2 separate regions of the Sus scrofa genome follow, and region 2 is linked to region 1. A link is a contact called in public HiChIP or PLAC-seq data. All regions are on one chromosome and are shown on one strand. Each heading gives the region's core, a stretch centred on a gene start, on an enhancer-like site or on the middle of the called end of the contact. The rest is flanking DNA. Distances are from core to core; before and after follow the strand shown. Region 1 holds the start of COX5B (mitochondrial cytochrome c oxidase subunit Vb). Region 2 holds the start of LMAN2L (lectin, mannose-binding 2-like).

What was found. HiChIP or PLAC-seq counts read pairs in DNA pulled down with a chosen protein or histone mark.
Region 2: a contact with region 1 is called in an H3K27ac HiChIP or PLAC-seq map of alveolar macrophages. The contact joins the promoter of LMAN2L here to the promoter of COX5B in region 1. A contact is called at or near these places in 1 of 47 Hi-C or Micro-C datasets (heart right ventricle) and 1 of 2 datasets of contacts at active chromatin or transcription factors (alveolar macrophages).

Annotation. Positions count from the first base shown.
Region 1 is chr3:56,629,353-56,633,912 of Sscrofa11.1, reverse strand. COX5B (mitochondrial cytochrome c oxidase subunit Vb) reads left to right here and starts at 1,806. Exons shown (of 4, transcript NM_001007517.1): 1 at 1,806-1,923; 2 at 2,461-2,534; 3 at 2,707-2,806; 4 at 3,424-3,616. The coding sequence starts at 1,821. The coding sequence ends at 3,536.
Region 2 is chr3:56,877,382-56,881,941 of Sscrofa11.1, reverse strand. It overlaps LMAN2L (lectin, mannose-binding 2-like), which reads right to left and starts at 2,623. Exons shown (of 8, transcript NM_001243437.1): 1 at 2,415-2,623; 2 at 1,073-1,191. The coding sequence starts at 2,601.

The sequences.
Region 1 (4,560 bases), core at 557-3,056:
AAAGGTTGAGTTAGCTGGTGGGTTTCCATCCCAGAACACCTGTTCCCAAGACCAGATGCTTTTTTTTCTAGCATTAAACATTTAAGCACAGGTACAAATCAACTACAGATTCTTGGGGAACATTGCTAGGACTTACAGCAATTCTTTTCCAATTTAATTTGGAGGGGTTGCAGTGAAGGTAAGGGTGAAGGGAGTAACAGCGGAAGCCATTCAAAGCAAAGCCCACCTTTAAAGAGGATCAAGTCATCTTTGGCCAGAAGTTGCCTTGTGACACAGCAGGTTAAGGACCTGGCATTGCTACAGCTGTAGCATAGGCCACCAGATCCCTGGCCTGGGAACTTCCACAAGACCAGGGAAAAAAAACAAAACCATCTTTGGCTTTACAGATGATTTTCTTCTTGATGGAGGGGCAGCCACAAAGACCAGCTGTGCTCATGTGAAGGAATGCTCCACCAGATCCTTTGGAAAATATAACCTGCACAGTACGAGTGGGAATACCTGGGATTTCAACCCTTCCCAATTTACCTCAAATTTACCTCAATGGGCCAGGAGAGGCCCTCAATACTGATTCTGTATATTCTCACCAAGAATTAAACTTACTAAAACTTACTTGATCCCATATGTCAGACCTCTGCAAGGCAGAGAATCCAAAGATGAATAGAGCAAAATTTCTGTTGTGAAAGAATTTTCTACCCAATAGGGAAAAAGATGCTGCATGCAGCCAGTCTGTAACAGGGCTACACCGACAGCAGGAACTAGTTCCTAGGAGCCCATCCATACAAGGCAGCGTTTACAGAAACTTGCACACCTCAGCTTGCGGGGCAATGGGGGCGGCTACAGAAGACATTTTCAGCTTTTAGGAGTTCTCTTGTGGTGCAGCAGGTTAAGGACCGAGCAGTACTACTGCAGCAGCCTGGGTCGCTCCTTTGGCATGGGTTCCATCCCTGGCCGGGGAACTTCCACATGCTGTAGACCCGGGCCAAAACCAAAAAACAGGCCAAAAAGTTTTCAGTTTTAAACAAGAGAACTCGCCCCAGTACGTTCTGGAGCTGGAGCTCCATTTCCCGTCACCAACTCCGCTTCCTGCTTCCCTCCCTTAACTTCTTAATTAACAGCCTCCCAATGCAACCACCCCTTTACCTTACCCCATATCATCAAGGGCCTGGCTCCCAGGAAGGGCCCACAATTTGACCGTCCCTTCCCCTGCCACCCCAGCCTCGCCTCAGGCCTGAACCTCATCACCTCAAAACCACCGTAACAAGAAGCTGACGTTAGGACTGCGGGGAGCTCCTGCTCAAGTTCTCCTAGGCTGGGTTACAAGTTCGCAGTGGCTCACAAACGGCCAGGTGAACCAGCACCACAACTAGCCTACTCCTAAATTTGGACCTTTTGGGATCCAGCAAGTATCTTGAGCGACGCAGGCTTAATGTTTTCCGTCAGCAGGCTCCACGTTTACTCGGCACAACTATCGGCTCCAGCGTGGTTTTCCATTGACCTGCGGGGCACTGAGTCCCACGGAAGTAAAACGAGTTGCACCAAATCCGAGCGTTACTAAAGGGCAAAGCCCCCAGAAGCCTGCAATTGAAACCGTGACCGCCTCCATGCCCTCGGGGCTGCAAGGCGGGGCAGTGAGGCACAGGTGCGCAAGCGCAGGCCTTGCCCCAACGCCCCCCCCGCCGCCCCGAGGAGTCACGTGAGGGGGGCGGTCTAGGGGCCGGAGGAAGCGGAAGGCGGACTCTGCGCAGAAAGCAGCCCTCCCCCGGAAGTCCCTGCACCTCAGGAGCCTGTTACCGGAAGTGCTGGTATTTGTAGCGGGCGTGATGGCTTCAAGGTTACTCCGTGGAGCTGGAGCGCTAGCCGCGCAGACCTTGAGGGCCCGAGGTCCCAATGGAGTCGCCGTTGTGCGGTCTATGGCATCTGGAGGTACTAGGCCCCCCCGGCGCGCCAGGGACCCGTGCCATTGCTCTCTCGGGGTGGTGGGGGCAGCGGGGCGGGGGACAGCCTTCAGTACCTCGCGGCCGCAGTGGCTGCCCCTTGGCCCCGAAGGCCTCAGGCTCCACAGGCGTCTCCCTGTTACCCTGGGCCGCCGTTGCTGCCGACCACCAGACTGACCCCGCTGCCAAAGAATCCTTAACTGAAATGCTAGATGACCTTGATGGGCAGGGATTGCAGCCAGGACATGGGGGGTGGGGCTAAGCCCCTCCTTAGACCCGCGCGTATCTCAAGTTGGATGTATTCCACTAGGACTCTGATTAACCTGCTTTTAGGAAAAAAATGTGTCGAAAAACGGCCTCCGTGGCCGAAGGAAGTGAAGATCACCCCATGTTGCCACTTTCGGGTATCATGACTCCGGTCTTTAGGGGACAATAAGCCCACTAAAACTATATGCAGCAGTTTGCGTATGTGCATTTTCCATCGTGATCATTTCAGACGACATGGTAATTACCATATTTTCTTCAGGTGGTGTTCCTACTGATGAGGAGCAGGCGACTGGGCTGGAGAGGGAGGTCATGATGGCCGCCCGCAAGGGACTGGTGAGGAGAAACTTTATATGTCTTCTTAGGAGTTTATGGTTTTGGATGGGATCAGAGTAGTCTCCTCTCTGGGCCTCACTGATCCTGGAAACCTGGCATGTGGGAACAATACCGCTAACCCCTAGAAGGTAGGAGTCATTTGGCATAATGGATTCTTATTTTGTCTTTTCAGGACCCATACAATATACTTGCCCCAAAGGCAGCCTCAGGTACCAAGGAAGACCCTAATTTAGTCCCCTCCATCACCAACAAGCGGATAGTGGGCTGCATCTGTAAGTACCTCAACACTATTTTCTTACCCATTTAATATAGCCCACTATACAGGTCTGTAAGCTCTTTCATATCTTGTGCTTTGTGTGTGTATAAATAAGTTGTTATAAGGGTCTTGGCCCTCTCATACCCCTCTGCTTGAGTAGGTGATCCTTACGGGAGAGAGGCCTGGAACATAAATAATATTGGTTCATTGAGAGTTCTTGTTGCGGCTTAGTGGGTTATGAACAAGACACTAATATCCATGAGGATGTGGGTTTGATCCCTGGCCTCGCTCAGTGGGTTAAGGATCTGGTGTTGGGGCTGTGGCATAGGCCAGCAGCTGCAGCTCTGATTTGACCCCTGGCCTGGGAACTTCTATATGCTGTTTTTATTAGGTGCAGCCCTAATAAAAAAAAAAAAAATAGCAAAAAAGAAAAAAATACTGCCTTATTGGAAAGGCAGTATGAGGAAGGAGTATTCATCTAGAAAGTGTTTATTGTATTTCTCCTTTGCTAGACACCCTGTTAGGCAGTGTCAGCCATAATTTTGTGTCTCAGAGGTGTCTGAAGAGAAGAGATTAATGTTGAAAGTCCCCTCTTCTAGGCTGGATAGCTTTCAACCACCTATGTTCTTTCAGGTGAAGAAGACAACAGTACTGTCATCTGGTTCTGGGTGCACAAAGGCGAGACCCAGCGATGCCCCAGCTGTGGAACCCATTATAAGCTGGTGTCGCACCAGCTGGCCCACTGAGCCCCTGCACTAACACACTCAAGATGCGCTGGCAAGTTTCTTCCAATAAAGACTAGCCATTACACTGGCTCCTCCTCCCATGGCTGGCTGGTCTTCTTTCTTTCCTGTATTTCTAGAAGGGTATGGGTAATTCTTATATCAGAGGTAGTTGTCTATTCGTATTAGCTTGCCATCCACTGTGTACACTGAGATTACCAATCCCTAATGCAGTGATAGGAACCACCTGGCAAGGGGCAAACCGGCTGTGGAAGCAGGCTGGCTGGACTTGTAGAACTGGCTCCACTCCATCATTTAGCTTTATCACTGGGGACATGTTCTCTGGGATGGATCACATTAAAAAAAAGAAAGAAAAAAAGAAAGGATAAGTATCTTGTAAGGTTGTAGGAGTATATAAAGAGCCTGGCAGATAGGTCCTTATGCTGTTCTAAAGACAGAGTGGCCTTGTGAGGAGAGTTTTGGCTTTGAAGTCTTAAGGGACCCAGGTTTAAAGCATAGTTCATGAGGATGCCATCAGCAAAATCTAGAATATGGGACAGTTCTAGAAACCAGCAACCAGTTTCTTCAAATAAACTATAGGGAGAAAAAAAAGGGGAGTACTTAGCAAGTGAAATGGACATGAGGAAGATACCAATCAAAAGCAATGTGTGGACTGTTTGAATCTTGATTTGAAAAAAACCAACTGTAAAAAATCCAAGATTTAGGGGCTTACTAAATTTTAGATGTGTTACGGAATTTTTTTGTTTTTTAATGCTTTAGCAATACATACTGAGGTGAAATATGGCTAAGATCAGCTTTAAAAGAGTGAGGAAGGAGTTCCTGCCATGATGCAGTGGGCTAAGAATCCAACCGAAGTGGCTCTGGTCACTGCAGAGGTTTGGGTACCATCCCCGGCCTGGTGCAGTGGGTTTAAGGATCTGGCAGCCTTGGCATGATTCTATCCTGGCCTGGAGAACTTCCATATGCTGAGGGTACAGCCTTCAAACAAACAGAAGGAAGAAAGTAGTTTGGAGTGTGTCTGATCCAT
Region 2 (4,560 bases), core at 1,374-3,873, 250 kb before region 1:
CCTGCCTATTGCCTTATTTTATTCTCACAATAACCCTGGTGGGCAAGTAGAACAGGCATTATGAAGCTGATCTGTCAGCTGGAGAGACTGAAAACTGAGAGACAATAAGGAATTGCCAGGGCCCACCGTGGGCCTGTGATACAGCTAGAAGGAGTACCCAAGCCTTTGAACTGCCAGCCCTCTTCTGCACTGCCCTGCATTCTGGACAGGAACCAGCTCAGCACTACGATCTGGGTTAACAGGCCAGCTTGCACAAACAGTTCATGGAGAAATTCTCTCATCCCTCTGCTCCTTTAGAATTCTCTGCCACATAAAATGGACAGGGAAGAGAAAGCGTTCCCTTTCCCGAGGTTCAATTATCTACAACTAATGATTAAAAAACACTTAAAAGTAAGTTCTTAGTGTCTGAGAACCCAAGAGAAAAGTATTAAAGGATGCCAAGGTCACACTCCCAAAAGTAAAGTGGTCATAAAAGATTTAGAAAGAGCCCTGGAAACCAAAAAGAAAGCATCATCTTACACTTGTACAAAATCACAGTGCAGCCACACCAGGAATACTGCATTCACTTCTTGCCGCCATACCTCAAGGAAGACAATGTAGCTAGAAAAGGCCCAGAGAAGGACAAGTAAAATGACCAAGGGCTCAAAGTGGCTTTTACATGAAAATAAAATTTAAAATTAGACTCTTCAAAATGAAATAACAAGGGGGGAGGGATACTGGGATGAATGTGGGATAAATTTAAAAGAACAGTCTTCTATTTTATAAAACAAAGTAATTCAACGTAAGTTAACTTATTAACCTCCAAAAAGTTATACGCTGTCTATCAGGAATTAAAGACATTTCAGAAAATAGAATCAAAATTAATTATTTGCTATAATTAGGGCAACAGAGAGTATCTCCCTCAATATCCAATTTAACAATGAAGGTCATCATAATCTCTGAAATGAGAATCCTTGATATCCACAAAAGACAGAATACTGGGAATAGACAGTAAAAATTAAGTCAGTATGCCACTGGTGAACTTTTGAGTACTTTTCTAGGTCACCAACACAGGAGGGAGAAAGATTCTTACCACCCGGTTCCACAGGGCACCCTGTTTACTTTGCATATCTGGGGTCAGGCGGATATACTGTGTCATCACCATGGCATTGCCCATCAGATTCCACAGAGAGGAACTGCCCGTGCCCACACCTATGGGAGGAAATAGATCAGTTCATTCATTCTCTTCAACACCAAACCGACTAGAAAGCCATCACGGACCCTCCAAAAGATGGAGTCATCATCTTTTTTTCCCCTTTCATGGCACTCAGTCTCCCACCTTCTGTCACTCAAAAAGTTCTAACTCCTTACCATGTTTACCACTTCCTGTCATAAAGACCCTCTCAGGTGAAGAGCACATCAGAGCTGTCACTTAATCCATGCCACAGTAATCACAGCTCAGATCCATTCTTCCTCATTTCATATGCGAGTAAATTTGACCACCGTGAGAGAAAAAAATTCCCCAATTAACCAAAAAAAGCTTGACTCTCTGGGGCTTAATCACGTTCTTTCTTTAAACAACCAAGGTGTGAAGCTACCTTTCCCCTTACCTCAGACTATCAGCCCCTTGAGAGTGACAACTTTGTATCTGTATAACCCACAGTATTAGCAACGCAGAGGAGGTGCTGGATGCATCTGCTAAGTCAATAAATGATCACCCTTAGCAGCAGTGTATACTCTCTTGCGCTTTGTGTTGTTTGTGTGCTGTCCCCCTGCCCTCCAGTGGGGAAACAGACTTGTGTTAATTAAGCCATCTGCACTGACTTGGTCTTCTTTGTAGCTAACTATAAATTTTCTGGTTGATGAGCTGTGCAGAGCGACATATGAACCGCATGTGAACACTCAACAGAGCAAAGTTAACCAGACTCTTTCATCAACAGGACTCCAGGATTGGAGAACAGGTGTCTTAAACGGAAACAGAATTTTACTTTCCCAGTCTGGCCAAGTTCTACCCTAGTTTTGCCTCCTGATGTATTTCTAGCACATACACAGCTCCGTCCAGAGCCCAACTCATTGCTAGTGGCCCTCGATCACTGCCACTATTCGCAGTTCTCTCCCCTTCCCACATAACTCTTGTCCAACTCTAAGTTCCCCCTTCATCCAGGCCTAGCGCTTACTGGCCTTAGTGTCTTAGAGCCCTGCTTCCACCTGCTAGAAACTTCCAGGGCTAAGTGTGAGGCAGGGGGTGGGGTGGAACCTGACCTCTGACCTTAGGACCCAAGGCTCCCAAACACAGCAAGAGTCCACAGGAGCCCCCACCCTCCCCGCCCGTACTTTCCTCGGGGCCACGAAACCTTCGCCGCCCCCACTTCTACGAACAAGCTCAGGTCCCGACGCCCTCCCCGCGCACGACCACCTCGCCCCCGGCGCCTCACCCTGGTAGGGCTTCGACAGCGAGTGCTCCCGTTTCAAGTACTCGAACGTCTGACCCGCCCCGACTTGCCGTGGCCCCTGCCCAGACCCTAGCAAAAGGAGAAGGAGCAACATCCTGGACCCATCTCGAGTCGACAAACGCCGCCACCACCGCTGCCACCACCCAGAGGGTCCCAAAGTCGCCGCCATCTTTCCCACCGCCGACCCTTCATCAAAAGCCCGCCCTGTCCCCCAAGCCATTGGCCCAGAGAACGATCTTCCCCCAGTCCCATTGGCTTTTGTCGAGTCACCGCCCCTGCAGGTGAGCATCTCACCGATTGGCTGGCTGGAGTAGCAGTTGCCTTGTCAACCCAGGAAAGGGGCGCGGCCGAATGCCTGAGCTCGCCTATTTGCCTTTGTCCGGAGCGCCACTAGGCCTCCTGGGATACGAAGTGATTTCCGTTTTTGTCTCTCTGTTCTAGAGTAAATTTAAGCAAATAAAATGTTTCTTTTAGTCCTACGCAAACGTTCTGTCCTCTCTGCCTTAGCAACCTCGTGATCGTGCGAAGTTGTCAGTTAGGAGGATATAGAACTGAAAGGAGAAATAGACAAATAAATTCAAGTAAAGCTGGTAAATTATCAGGAAAATTATCAAATTTATAAAAGATTTGAAGAGCAGTATCAAACAACTTGATCTGGGGAGTTCCCACTGTGGCTCTGTGGTAACGAGTGGCTAGCATCCATGAGGTTGCTCTTAGGATTCCTCGCCTTGCTCAGTGGTTAAGGATCCTGCCTTGCTGCAAGCTGAGGCATAGGTCTCAGATGTGGCTAGGAGGTGGTGTTGCTCTGACTGTGGTGTAGGTCAGACCCCCTAGCCTGGGAATTTCCACATGCCACAGGTGCGGCCCTAAAAAGAAAAAAGAAAAAAAAAGTAAGATTCATCCCAGTCTCCATTCTCTTCCTTACCAGTTTCTCCACCCAAAAATAAATTTTTATTCCTAATTATCATTATTAGTCTTTTATCTTTTTAGGGCCACACCGGTGGCATATGGAGGTTCCCAGGCTAGGGGTCTAATTGGAGCTGTTACTGCCAGTCTACACCAGAGCCACAGCGACGCCAGATCTGAGCTGCAACTGCAACATACACCATAGCTCAGGGCAATGCTGGATCCTTAACCCACTGAGTGAGGCCAGGGATTGAACCTGCAACCTCATGGTTCCTAGTTGGATTCACTTCCACTGCACCACAACGGGAACTACTATTCCTAATTATTTCTAAAAGTCATCACATCTTTCCATCCCTCTCTCTGTCTTTCTCCTGAACCACAACAAGTGTCCCAACTGTTCTGGCCACCATCATCCACATGGCCATCCAAGTGATCTAAAACATCTAACCACACCCTATCCTGAGTGACAGGTTAAATGAGTCCATACTGGTAAAGCTCTTAACGCTCAGAGCAATGCCTGGCATGCAGTAAGCACTCTATCATTATAATCGTGATAAAATCACCATTACCATCGTTGTTAACAGAGCCCATAATGGTTCAGTGTTACCCGCGAGCAGGAGATTCAGGCCCTTCACCCTAGCACACAAAGCCCTCTGCCATCTGGCCCACAGCCCTCTCCTTTTGTCTATGTGCTCCAGGTTCCCCTGTTTCTTCTCCTTTTCCCTAGCCCACTTCCTCCTGCAGGCCTTCCCTGACTTCCTCAGGTAGGGGCAGGTGCACCAAGTACATTTCTTATAGAGCACTTGTCAGATCTGTGTCTCTGTCTTCCCAATAGATTTATCCAAAGTTAACTCTTTCTTTCCTGAGCATGACCATAATTTAATAAGAGAAACAGAAATATCAGCCTGTTTTATGGGGGATTAACTTTTTAAAATTAAAGCTGTCACAGCCATTGATTTTTAATACATTCCACACCAAGCAGATGATTGGTGGTAAGACATTAGGAATTGAATGAATCTGCTTGTGTCACACCCTGGCTTTAAAACCATGCATGCCTCCCAATTACCATAGGATAAAATCCAAACTCCTTAGTGTAACATTCAAGGCCCTTCTCAGCCTGGGTCAAATCAGACTGTACACATGTCTATTACAACATGTGTCACCCTGAATTATGGAAGCTCAATTAGCAGATTATGTGTTTGTTTCCCCAGCAAGTCTAAGA